Regions from separate parts of the Triticum aestivum genome. Here region 2 is linked to region 1. A link is a contact called in public Hi-C data. All regions are on one chromosome and are shown on one strand. Each heading gives the region's core, a stretch centred on a gene start, on an enhancer-like site or on the middle of the called end of the contact. The rest is flanking DNA. Distances are from core to core; before and after follow the strand shown.

What was found. Hi-C and Micro-C count contacts between places; a contact is called where the count stands out from the background.
Region 2: a contact with region 1 is called in a Hi-C map of leaf, with 2.6 times the contacts expected there. The contact joins the promoter of LOC123149012 here to the promoter of LOC123150034 in region 1. A contact is called at or near these places in 2 of 5 Hi-C or Micro-C datasets (both in leaf).

What each region holds. Positions count from the first base shown.
Region 1 is chr7A:34,696,288-34,703,357 of IWGSC CS RefSeq v2.1, reverse strand. LOC123150034 (spastin) reads right to left here and starts at 3,177. Exons shown (of 13, transcript XM_044569834.1): 1 at 2,818-3,177; 2 at 2,629-2,720; 3 at 2,214-2,233; 4 at 1,498-1,738; 5 at 1,316-1,411; 6 at 1,133-1,248; 7 at 972-1,052; 8 at 163-286. The coding sequence starts at 3,089.
Region 2 is chr7A:35,145,553-35,152,622 of IWGSC CS RefSeq v2.1, reverse strand. LOC123149012 (LRR receptor-like serine/threonine-protein kinase SIK1) reads right to left here and starts at 4,349. Exons shown (of 26, transcript XM_044568540.1): 1 at 3,863-4,349; 2 at 3,417-3,488; 3 at 3,075-3,146; 4 at 2,843-2,914; 5 at 2,447-2,518; 6 at 2,194-2,265; 7 at 2,020-2,091; 8 at 1,864-1,935; 9 at 1,705-1,773; 10 at 1,522-1,593; 11 at 1,354-1,425; 12 at 1,197-1,268; 13 at 1,040-1,111; 14 at 893-964; 5 more. The coding sequence starts at 4,095.

The DNA of each region.
Region 1 (7,070 bases), core at 1,928-4,427:
TCCTAGCAAATAAATGTTTACAGTATGGGGATTCTGTATTATATGATTGCGACTAAGTACTAATAGTTACATGATAGCTGTGTCCTAAGTATTTTCACTGGAAGCAAGCATAGTGCAAAAGATAACCAGGATTAAACAATCAAAAAAGAAAGATATGCTTACCTATCACAATTACTAAATCATCTGGGTTTGATGTCACCCCATCAAACTGGATAAGGAATTCAGATTTCAAACGCCTGCTTGCATCATTCTCGCTAGCTAACCTTGTTGACATCACACTATCGATCTGGATGGTAAGGTAAAATACAACAAAACACATCAGATCCCACTTTTATAATCAAAAGGGGAAAGGATACATAAAAAAAAGTTAACAGAAATGTACTTTGTACTTAGTGTTTCTGAAAAAATAGCATTTCAAGATCGTATACTAAGATAGCAGGAATGCAGATACCATATATGTGCTCAACTGCTCATCTAAACTTCTAGGAAGATTTGACTGAAAACGGCAACTTTGTGCATAAGCCTATGCAGAATATGTACAATGTGTAGTGCATACTTCTATTCTGTGTAAATTTAGAAAAAAGCATGTATTTACACTTTTACCTGTAACAAGCGCATGGTTCAAACAAATCAAACACTCCAAAAGAAAACTATTCTGAAAATATGACAAGTGACCAATTTCCCTATCCGAACAACTAGTGATAGCATGGTCAAAATATCATCGACAAGCTTAATAATAAGAAATAAATAAATAAATATTACTACTCCCTCCATTCCTAAATATAAGTCTTTGTAGAGATTTCACTATGGACTACATACGGAGCAAAATGAGTGAATCTACACTCTAAAATGCATCTAAATACATCCGTATGTGGTCCATGGTGGAATTTCTACAAAGACTTATATTTAGGAATGGAGGGAGTAGTACATAATTTCAACAAAATTTGAACGGTAAGGTTTGTAATGAGGACCTCATCCATGAAAATAACAGACGGTTGCCTCTCGACAGCAACCATGAAAAGTGTCCGAACAAGCTTTTCAGCTTCCCCTACCTGTTTTTGCCAACGAAATAAGGTTCAGACAGCAAAATATGCAAGTATCTGACAAAGTAACATATATAGCAACCACATACCCACTTTGATGTCAACGAAGAAGCTGAAACATTAAAAAATGTTGCTTCAGATTCTGACGCAACAGCTTTGGCAAGCATTGTTTTCCCATTCCCCGGAGGACCAAAGAGAAGCAGCCCTGAAGAATAGTTATGAATTTTAGAAAAGATCCAGAGAAAGGAAACCTTCAACACGAACAAGTTTACCTTTCGCAGGCCTCCGAAGACCAGTGAATAAATCCCTTCGCTTAGTAGGTAAGATAACCATTTCCATGAGTGCTTGCTTTGCTTTGTCCAGACCAGCTACAGATCAAACCAGAGAATAATGACACCATGATTAATAACTGGGCTTGAGCCAGAGCGCACAAAGAAAGTCAACGGTTGCATACCAACATCATCCCATCTGACAGATGGACTTCTATCCACGATTGTCGTATTTATCATTTCAACAAGTTTGTCATCATCCTTTCCACCAGCTCTTTGCACTGGCTTGGATCCACCATCGCTATTCTTCTGATGAGAGGACGCTTGACCACCTCTGTTAAAGGTGGGGTTAGACTGCACAGCTGACTTACGGAAGCTAGTTGATGCTGGTCTCTCAGGCCTATTTACTTGATTGTTTGTAACAACCTGCAGAAATAGCGCACATGGTAATGGAGGACTTTTCGACCAATGCACTCGCTGCAAAGTACTCCTTAAAAAGAAAATAGACTTCATAACCTCAATATGTATATAACTATGTAACCCAGGCATCTAGCTAGCTTTCTTTTTCTTACAACAACTTATTTTGATCAATGTTTGCTACCGCACATAACAAGAACTCAAATAGATGCATTATACTAGCACTCCTAATCGGAAGAGTTCACAAGAACAACATATCCATAGCAAGCAGACTTGCATTGATAAAGTAGCACTGCAGCAGTACCAAATCAACAGATCAGTAAAACGCTGTTAACCGGGAAGGAAGCAAATAACATGCCGCAATCGTTTTCACTAAAACGCTAGGTACAAGACAATTCAGAATGTACCAAGTAGACACTAGACAGTTGAAGCTATCAGGCAAACCATGTACCACGTGTAAAAATTCAACACTAGAAGTTTATACCTTCTTGGGGACTGGTGCAGCTGCTCCTACAATGTCAGACAAAATGAAACAAAGTTAAAATCCAACTAATTGAAGTCCATAATTGCAACAGTAGGGAAATGTATGTAGGACCTATGTGAGCAATCAAATCAAACTACTGAAAGTTAACTCCCAATGAATTATAGTCCACAATCGCAAAAGTAGGGAAATGTATTACAATTCACTAATGGAATCATATAGGCATTAACCCCTAAATTTACACAATTATGAAGTGATTAACACAACAAAACTACAGCTACGATCACAAGAATGTTGGCTGCTTCTAACGTGTTCGGACTGACAAGTGCACACACATCGCTGAACAAGTTTCACATGCGCACAAACTTGATAAGTCGGGAAAACTGGGGAGAAGACGAAGAGGGGGGGAGAGGCTCACCGCTCCTCCCGCCGAGCACCCTGAGCCGCTCCTCCACCTGCGTCTGCCACTTGGCGATCTTGTCCTGGTACACCCTCACCTGCCCCCTCTCGCTGCAAACCCCCCACACAGCACACCAATCAGCGACCTCAATCAAACCCTAATCAAGCCGCGCGCGCGCAGCGGAGGGAAGGGAATCAGAGAGGGGACCTGGAGGAGACGGCGTCGGGGACGCGGGCGGCCTTGGCCTCGAGCATGACGCGGAGGGCGTTGCGGTAGTGCGCCTCGGCGTCGTCGGGGAGGCCCCACTCCTCGGCGCGCACGGCCTTGTCGATCTCCTCCTTGGCCAGCTCGAAGTAGCCCCGCAGCTTCACGGCCACGCGCTCCCCCACCACGGCCGCCGCCGACGGCGCCGGCGCGTCCATGTGCGGCGCGAAGAGGAGCGACGAGAGGGAGTCGGCGAGCGCGCGGAGGAAGCTCATGCGCCGGCGGGGGGGAGCATCGTCGGAGATTCGCCGGAGGAGGGGAGGGGGAGGAGGTTTGCGTGGGGCCTTGGGGTTGTTGGGGGGGAGAGGCCGGAGAGTCTAGTCCCCCGCGGCACGCATCTCCCGTGGGCCGACGCTGCCGTTTCTCGGGCCGGATGGACCATGGCCGCACTCGCGTGGCCCGCCCTACCCCACACGGTTATATCTCGCTTCATACGAATATAGTTCATGGAGTTAGGAGCTCAAATATCGAGGCCCACAAGTTTGTGAGACACGGGGTTTGGCTCTCATGTTTGGTTAGACCAACTTGATGATCTTTTTTTCGTCCCTGTAAAAGGAGACAGCCTTGGGGCAGCTATGGCTATAGCCCCAGGCCTAGGAACAACTTCGCTCAACATAGCATAGCCGCAGGCTTAACCTGCTGCTAGCTCCGCCACTGACTGTAAACACTGTGACAATTAAATAAAGAGCTTCAGAGTTTGTCTTAAAAAGAAAAGCCTACCTTGACACACAAAAAAGATGGAATCTGCTATCAATTCAGGCGCAGCACGAGCGGCCCGGCTCAGGACTCCCTCGTTTAAGGTTCCCTCGTTGTACTTTTCTTCTGCTTTCTCTTTCTTTTTGTTTGGTTATTTCTGTTTTTTCATAGGTTTTCTTCCATTTTTTCTTTGCTATGACTTAGTTTTATTTTCATTTTTACTGGTTTTCTTCATTTCTTTTTTGGTTTTCACAGATTTTTTTTGTTTCTTCCTTTTTTACTTTTACTCTTTCTTGCTTTTTTTCTCTCTTTCCTTATTGCACTGTTTTCTTGGTTTTCTTATTTGCCTTTTTGTTATTTACTTTCGTTTCTTTATTAGTTTTCTTTTGATTTTTCCTTTTATATTTTCACCACGTGTCTACATTGTTTTACGCATTATACATTTTCCATACATGACAAAAAACTTTTACATACATGTTTAATATTTTTCAAATTCATGATGAACATTAATTTTAAATAAATATTTCAATATCTATTCTGGTATATATATATAAATAATATTTTCTAAGTAAATACAACTTTAACCATTTTCATATATATGACTAATTTTTTCAAACATATATTTTGATGTCTAATTTCTTCATGCAAATTGTACATTTTTCTTACATGATACATTTTTTATACATGTATAACCTTTTATATATACACCTTTGACATTTTTCATATACATGACTAACATTTTTTTAAACTTATATTTTTTGATACATCAGGAACATTTTCATATACATATTATACATTTTTGTATACATCATGACCATTTTATATACATGTTTCATTTTCCAAATACATTATTCATATTTTTTAAACCTATAATTTTTATTTCTAATTCTTTTCATACTCACTGTACATATTTGTAAACATCGGAAACATTTTATATACACATTTAACTTTTTCAAATGCATGACTAACCTTTTTTTAATGTTTTATGTAATTGTTTTTGTAATATATATAAATATTAAGAATATTTGGATGTATAAACTAAAATATAAAAATAAATCATAAAAACAAAATGAAAAGTCATAAAAAAGCAAAAGTAGGCAGTTACTTGGCTGGCGCATCTCGCGGTCACCTTCAGGCCAGGCTATCTCCATCTCAAGCCAAGCGAGAGATATAGGGTTGCCCACCAAATAGCGACCAAACATGTACCCCCACTCACCCACTATGTAAACTTGGGCCAGCCCAACAAGCTCCCTCCTACTTTCGTAATATTCGGTCTTTTTCTAATTTTTCTTTCATTTTTTTGGCTTTTTTCATCTTCGCTCTAACCGATTTTTCATTTTCTATTTTCATTTATTTTTATTATTTTTAAATCTCATGTTTGCTTTATCTTTTCATTTTAATTTTGCTTTATCTTTTATGTGTTTTCTTTCTTTTTATTTTTCATTTTGCGAACAACTTCCAAATTCGTGAATTTGATATGAAATCAGGCATATTTTCGTATTCATTATCGTTATTCAAAATCTTCAAATAAAAAATCAAATTGTAAAAAAATCATATTAGGAAAAAATTAAATCATGAATAATTTTTGAATCACGAACATTGTTTTACAAATTATGAAACACTTATTGATTTGAATATTTTTATGACACTAGAGAAAGTTTTAATTAACCGGTAAACATTTTTTGAATCAATGATTGTATTCATGAACATTTTTTTACAAACATTTTTTGAAATGCATGAACATCTTTTCGGTTCAATGATATTTTTTTGAATTTATGAACTCTTTCGGTAATATGGGAACAATTTTTGAAATTGGTAACCATTTTTTTAATTTCAAAAAAAAAATTAATTCATGAAAAAAACTGAATATGCAAAAAATTCTCAGAATCAAGAACATTTTTAGATTTCCCAGAAAAATCAAAATCACGAACCATTTTTGAATCCACGGACATTTATTTATTCCCGAACATTATTCAAAATCATGAAAAAATTATTCATTGACATTTTAGTACTTCCTGATAAAAAACCATTTTTGAAAAAATTACAACTTATTTGAAATCCCGAATTATTCTATAGAGTAAGGATAAAAAAGAGAAAAGATAAAACATAGGCAGGAAAAATTTATTATGCAAGTATGCTACAGATGTCTCACGCAAACTATGTATGTGCAATGGAGATAGTTCAAGATGGATGAAAATGTCTCACTGAACCCCTTGTTGTGGATTGGTAACTGCCCTTCCCTAAGTATAACACTCATAGGTTATGGATAGGGAGTTGGCCCTTATACTCATCATAGGAAGCTTGTGTATGTAGGTTTTTCTTCGAACAATAGGAAGCCTATTGGTCATATATGATTCTTATTGCACCATTTAGCTGACATATTTTTCTTTCTGTGGACACTTACACAAATCGAACATTCACACAAACCTTCTAAAACCTACCACGAACTCGAAAGAAGCAACTCCTGAGATTTATCACTAATACAAATGATTTGATTCATTGGCGGATATAGGGGTGGGGTCAAGGGGGCCATGGCCCCCATACACATATTACAATTTCTATTTTACAAATGCAAGGTTTGGCAAGCAAGCACATGCAAGCGGCCTGTTTTCCTTTTCCTTTGTAGCTCCACTCAATGAAAACAAAATGCAGACGGTGAAGTCACGGTTTACGCAGTGCGTGGGAGGTTGCGTTCAAGAAAGAAATTGCACATAAACTTACATAATGCAGCTGGACCTGGACGCCTAGCGCGCAATATTTCCGGGGAGAATCCGGCTCGCCATGACGGCAGGGAGACAAGACAAATCGGCTCGCCTTGACGGGTAGCCCGCTTTTGAATGATATTCTATTCTTGACGTTGCTTGATACCGGCCCCTCAGATCATGCATGGGAAGTTGCACGGATCGCCATCTTGTGAAAGATCCGGATGAGACTAGCCAATCCATCGAGCATCCCACTCCATAGGGCGTGTTTCAGATGCATTCACATTTGGTACACGATTTGCATTAACACATATGATGGGTATCCAATTAGATATAATTCATATATATTCAATCCCTAGATCTTACTTTCCTACTTGGTAAATGTCACACTTGCAGATTTGGTCTAGCGATGGAGATAAACGGAGCGTCTTTAACTTTGAATTCAGATTTAGTACGGGTTGTACCAAAGCAGAAGTGGTATCCCAGATGAAATTTGTACAAATTCCGAATTATCCAAAAACATGGAATTGAGTCCCAATTTCATTTGCGTTAATTGTGTTCATAATCATGGATGTGCTACACAGTTTTTGACTTGTGCTAAGCTGTAGAGTCAATCAAAGTTGTGACTGACACTTATCTGAGCATATCTAATTGTGTAGCTTGCCGTCCGTACTATAGCTGCTTACTCGGCTGAGAACCGCATCTAATTGACTATCAAAATAGTTAGTATTTGTCAATGAGACTAAATTTGATTGCTGCTTTTGGTTTTTTGTCCTTTTGCTAGCTAGCTAGTCGTCT
Region 2 (7,070 bases), core at 3,100-5,599, 450 kb before region 1:
CATGGACTTCAGATATCAAAGTTCATACTAATAGCATGATGAAAGAGAACTCACAAACTATCAAGGTTCTGAAGTTGGCCTAGTTCTTCAGGGAGATAACCAGAAATGGCGTTGTTGGATAAATCACTATCAATGTGGAAATTAGGATGAATCGTCATCAGTCATCACAACAGATGACCACCAACAAAACTTAATACACACATGACAAGGGTCGTCACTTACATTACTTGGATGCTTCTCAAGTTTCCGAACTCAGCAGGCACAGACCCACTAAGATGGTTTTTGCTCAAATTTCTACATTCATAATTTTGAACATCAGAAAATAATGACCACGACAAATGAAATACAAATTTTAAGAGGCTGGTACTGAACATACAGTTGAAGAAGATGCTCAAGATCACCAATAGTAGCAGGAACTGGTCCGGAGAATTCATTGTAGGAAAGATCCCTAAGCCAAAATGATAGATACAAGGGTGAACAATATTAGAGAATGAAGTAGAATAGTAGATGCAGTGGGAACATGTAACCAAATATAGATGCAAGGGCCTCCTTACAGTGTGTCCAAATTGATGATATGACCAAGTTCAGATGGGATATGGCCTTTAAAATTGTTCGAGGATAGGTTCCTGTTATTTCATATTTGAAACAAAAACAATTCATGAGACTCTGCTCCAACAGAGTAATGCTGTAATATGAATTAGGTAATGCAAGCAAAATGGTACAAACACATGTACTCACAAGTTAGTCAAACTCTCCAAATTCTGGAAACCAGCAGGGATAGAACCGTTCAATCTATTGCCGTAAACATTGCTGAAGAGGATAAGTTCTGTTAAGCACCAAGAGAGAGATACTCATGGTTCAGGAAAAAAAAGACACTTGATTTCTAACTTACAATTTGTTTAGTGCAGTGCAAGAACTGATGTTTGTAGGAATAGGACCCTCAAGATTGTTGTTGGCAAGATTTCTAGACAAAAATACAACTGGTCAAGAATTGCACAGATGAAAGGAAATATTAATCTGTACGAAGATCCGTCCTTACAATTCGAATAGCTCTTCAAGTTTCCCAAGCTCAGCTGGAATTGTGCCCACTAATTCATTGTCATTCAGTTGCCTGCATGGAAAAAGTTCTAAACCTCAGATAGTGTTTCAAACCAATTAAAGCAGAGTATTATCAACATCAGCAAACAATCACTTACAGGTAGCTAAGTTTAGTCATGTTCCCAAGTTCCGGGGGTACTTCACCAGTAAGTTTATTGCCATGCAAATATCTGAAGATAAATGGAGCCAGAAAATGTTAATAGAAGAAAGCAATATTGTTTCAGTTAAAAGATAGATTTTGCAGATGATACTAACAGTTTGCCAGTGTAGGACAGGTTGCCGAGTATCGGAGGAATGGCCCCTACTAGTTCGTTTTCGCTCAGATCACTGAGAAACAAGAGTTGGACACAAAAAACTCATTATCGAATATTTCATCAGCTAACACCTATGCAGAGTAAAGTGTTGTGCATTGCTTTTACTCACAGAACAGCAAGAGCTTGCATGAGGCCAATCACTTCTGGAATTTTCCCAGTCAGTCTATTTCCTTGAAGTGACCTATGAAAGATAAACACAAGCATTTAGCATAAGTCTCAATGTGAACAGTATATTACAAGAGTACAAATAAGCTAAAATATAGAAGAATTGAATGAAATCAGGAGGGCTTACAGTGTAGCTACTTGAAGGAAACCTATGTTGTAAGGTATTTCTCCAGAGATTTTGTTATATGAAATGTCCCTGTGTTCCATAAATGAAATTTATAATCAATAAAAATCTTGACAAATGAGCACCAATACATCGATGATACAATCTTAGCAAGCAACATACAGAATCTCAAAGCTAGTGCAGTTCCCTATGCTCTGTGGAATTGTTCCTGTTAGATTGTTGCCCCTCACATCACTGCAGATTTGGAAGAAATTTCAGTGCCGATAAGATCAGTTTGCATGATATAAAGCAGCATCTCCAAGTAAGCACAAAACTTACAAGTACCACAGGCCAGTGAGTTGGCACATGTCAGGTGACAAGGTTCCAGTCAGTGAGTTACCCCTCAAGCCTCTGAAAATGAAGAGGATAACAATGTTAGCATCTTCTTTTATACCGACTGACTGCCGAGCGAATCTGTAAGCGAAAATAACATGGTGCAGGGGAACTTCTTACAGGTATTGCAGAACTTCATTCCAGTAGATGAGCCTTGGGATGTCGCCTGTGAGCTGGTTCTGCGCCAGATCCCTATTCCAGGTAGAGAAATGATAATTTTCAGTACTAAGAACCACATGAGGCAGAAAAGGGAAATGTCCCCAAGATAAACACTTTGAAGGCAGTATGGAAGGTAAAAGATAGATCATCAAGTTTTCCCAAGAATCCCACAATAAGTAGAGTCACGGGGAAAGAAAGGTACTAGGAAACTCACAGGATCTTGAGATTTGGAATCTGGGACAATGTGGAAGGAATGGGACCCGTGAGCTGGTTGTTCTTCAGAATCCTGCAGCCAGAATAAAGAGAAAAGTAAGCATCTTAACTGAAGCATTTTCAACCATAGAAATTTGACAGCAATCCATAAACCACAGAGAACCAAAACTTAAACTAGTTTCACAGCAATGTTTCTGTTATAACCCCAAACCATGCTTTGACCCCAAAACATCCATAAATAAAAAGAGATAAAAGCAAGTAGCCTCTCATTCCTCAGTATAATCCCAAAAAACCCCAAAGATGGGGGGTGAAAAAGTGATCATATCTCAGAAAAAGGCATGGCTGTGCCAAAACCCAAAAGGCAGGCAAGATGAACAAATGATAATCCAGTGCTTACAAATCCTCGAGTTGCTTGAGCTTGGAGATGGAGAAGGGGATGTCTCCATACAGCAGGTTGAAGGACAAATCCCTGCATGGCACACAGCACAGCACACACACAAGAAGAGGCACAGGTCAACTATAAAAATACTAGTACTAGTACTACTAACAAGAACCATCCATCTCTACAGCAGAAAGGTGGGCGTATAGTAAGTGGGACAATAAAAGAAGACCCGGATTGGGTGGCGTACAGGTATTTTAAGGAGACGCAGTCCCCAATCTCGTCTGGGATTTGGCCTGTGAGCCTGTTCCCCTTGAGATCCCTGCACAAGCAAAGGAAAAAAAAGCAAATCATTAGGGCCGAGAGAGATAAACTAATCATGAAATCAAGGAGGGTGTGGTAGGCTGGTAGTAGGCTTGACATATAAAATAGTAAAGAAGCTTTGTCACATCACGGCATGAGGGGTCAAATCGGATGGATGGATATTTTAAAGAAAGAGAGAGGGATGGGAAGATTCAGGCGCCGTCAAATGCACAAAATCTTAAGAAGATGCAAGGGGGAGGGGGGAGGGATGGTGGTCTGTGCTGCTTACACGAACTGTAGGGCCTTGAGCTCCCCTATCGCCGGCGAGATCTCTCCGCCCAGGTTCAGATTTGACAGGTTCCTGCATTTTTTTAATTTTATTCCAGGGAGAAAACCAATCACTCGTCAGAGATAAATAATAATACTCCAGTGTATTTGAGTAGCGAAACAGACAGAGGATCGTTTGTTGTGCGAGAATGAACCGAGGGGATAATCGGTCCCCTGAGAGAAAAAAAGCACATTTATTTTGTTTTCGGATGTGCAGCGGGAGCAAGCAGCATGTTTGCAAAGAGCGGGCGAGCTTTGAGAGAAAGCAAAGAGCGGCGGCCAAGAATCGAATGAATGGGAGGGGGGGAAAGGCAAAGGGAGAAACTTGTCATGGCGTCGCAATGCCAGCCGGAGAAGGAGCAGTGAGGGGAGGGAGGAAGGAGGATGGGGGGAGAGGGAGGCACGCACAGGGAGAGGACGGCGAAGGAGTTGGCGTCGCAGGCGACGCCCCGCCAGGCGCAGTGGTCGCGGCCGCCGTCCCAGTCGGCGAGCGCGTTGGCGGCGTTGCCGAATCCCGCCTTGACGGCCATCAGCGCCGCCCCGTCCCCTCCCCCTTCCGCCCCCTCCGCCGCCGCCAGCCCAAGAACCACCACCAGTAGCACCACAGTCGCCGCCCACCGCCGCAACGACGACGGCGCCATTCCCTCCCTTCCCTCCGCCGCCTGTGCACTCTCTAAGAAATCAAGAAACCTCCTCCCCGGACGACCGTGGAAGCTACTACTCCTACCACCACTGCTCCAGCACCGCCGCCGCCGCTCCCAGACCCAGACCCAGTCCCATCTGGCGAATGGATGGATGGATGGATGGAGTAGATGGGGGGAGCGAGGGGGAGGGGGAGGGGGGCAATGTATTTGTCGTGGCGACGGACGGATAGCGACGTGACTGTGGTTGCTTTCGGGGGGCAGCCGCTGCGCCGCGCTGCAGGGGAAGCAGGGCCAGCGCCCGCCGCGGTGTGTGTGGTGCCAAGAGAGAGAGAAGCGGGGCCCGCCTTGTCAGCGGGGATGGCCAGCTATACGTGTAGTACGAGAGGGGCGGGATCTCCTCCCGTTTCCTTTCGAACGCCCTCATGTCGCCCGCCGCGGCTTTTTACCGCGACGATGACATGCGGGCCCCGGCGGGCCCGGAGGCCAGGCTGTAGATGGGTGGGCTGTGATTAGATGAGCGGGCCGGCCCGCTCGTAGGTGATTACCGGGGTTTGTTTAGGCCTTGTTCGGTTGCGGGTGAATCCGAGTGGGTTGAAGGGGTTTGAGGGGGATTTAAACCTCTTTTAAGTCAAAATATGAACTAATCCCTGCCAATCCCCTCCAATCCTCTTGAGGAGAGGATTAACCGAACAAAGCCTTAAGGGGAGGGGGTTAACAAGGTTGGAAACGGGATTGGATTGGCGGCCGGATCGGGGTGCGGAGGGGGGCAACTCCGTGGCCGGCGGTGTGGCTGCGGGTGGGCCCGGCTCGGGGTTTAGGGGTCATGCGGCGGCCTTGATGGACGGACGGCGTCGGTGGACGGTGGTCCACGCCCCCAACTGGCCGGCGACGGACCGGCCGGGCATCGGCGCATGCACATTGGCGCGCTCAGGGACTCAAGCTGAAGGTGAGGCCGACGGCCGGCGTGATCGACGGATGGATGGAGCCGGGTAGGTACGTGAAGGAGGTACGACCGTGCATGAATGTTGCGTGGCCGATCAGAATCACAACGACGCTCAGGCTGAGGCTTTGGATTGATCACGGTTCGTGGGATGGATCTAATGAGCGAAGAAGGTTCGGCTCAGCGCAATACTAGAACACAAGGACGCTGGGACAGATACTCGTACTGCATTCCAAGCACGGTTTGGTCGACCGGCGGCAAGCCGTGAACACTGCCTGAGAACCACCGTCACTTTGATTGCCCGCGGCTTTCATTTCTCCACAGGTTTTGTCGTAACTAAATAATCGGATAAATCGGTCGTGCAGGAGGAGGAAACCATTGGCCGAAGGGAACACACAAGAAGATAAAATTGTCTGTGTGTGTGTTTTGTGTGCAGGTCTGATATGAAAAGGGCGCAACATCGATTGACCATTTTTCAGATTTGTAAGGGCATGTACAATGGTGCTATCTTAGAAGTGCCACGTAGGATAGATGATGAGATGGAGGAGAGAGAACTCATAAGAAAAGGCTTGTCTTCTCTTATTTAAGAGAAGACAAGAGGTGATCTCTTAGCACACTATGTGTCACCATTTTTTTAGGAATTGCTAGTTATTGATGATAAAGCTAAGAGATGACCCATTGTAGACAAAAAATTTTGTCATCTTTAAATTACATGCAAGACTTAAGATAAGACTACCTTATCAACCATTGTACATGCCCTAAGGTGGATAACTTTACTAGGCCGCATCCCGCTGGCCCGCAAAACGTGTTTGCGGGCCGACGCGGACGGCCACAGATGCAGACCCCTCAAACAGACCCGCATAAAAGTATATTCGAGGAATATGTTTTTATGCGGGTCGGCTGGCTTCTGCGGGTTCTGCTCGGACACCACCGTAACGACCCATAAACAGAAAAACTGCAAAATCTCGCATTTGACATAGGGTCTCACAAACAAGTTCAAATTCAAACGACATAACACACAGTTTTACGTGCAAATAAAAGTCAAGTTCATTACGGCAAACGCAAAAGAGGGCCTTGCAAAAGTTTGCACCCATGTCCGGCATCATCTTGACCGATCTTTACTCCGCGCCACCGAGTCCATCTTGAAGTTCATCGCCACCACCGAAGCCACCTCCCGCGCTTGTTCCAACTACCGCACCGAAATTATCAACATTGCCACCATATGGAGCAGAAAAAACATCTACAGAATTGTAACACGCACCGGCCGACGCAACAATTCTCCTCTTCAAGATTTCTCTCCTTGCCATATCGTGCCATGTTTTGGTGAGATCGTCCATGTCATTGCGGTTCATTGACATTATCTTGTTCTCTTCGGCGAGCAGCTTGGACATGGCTTTGTTTTCTGCAGCGCGTGCTCTTCTCTCCTCAATGGCAGCTTTGCGCAGCCCCTCTTCTTTGAGCAACTGTCACTTTTTTTGCTTCTCCTTTGCCTTCTTCTCGGCCAATTCTTTCTTGATCTTCAATGACTTCAACAACATCGACTCGTTTGATTGCACCATGGCATCAATCTTCTCCCCCAAGCTCGATGCTTCTTGCTCTCTCTTCATCTTCTCCTTGGTCTTCTTGTCGCCATCGGGCTTGTGCAAATTTCTTGGGCCATCATCATCCTCATTTTCATCCATGTTTGTTAGTAAGCCTCTCTTTGGTGGGGACTCTTTGTCGATCAACTTTCACTTCTCGCACTTTTGGAGCAACTCCCAACAATGCTCTACTTTGAAGAATTTGCCTTCCGAAGCTTCCATGTCCTTGTATCTATGTTGAGAAATCTTGTCCTACAAAACGTGAACAAAGTGATGCAATTATTTCCCATGATGCAAAATATGATGATGCACAACTTGAACAAAGGCAAAACAAACTCGCATAGTGGGACTCCACGGTGCCACTTGGAGGTCCATTGCGTACTTGCTCCAAGCAAGCTGCCCAACGGCTGCACATTGGTTTGATATTCTCCCGGCGCCCTTGAAGCAGCCGA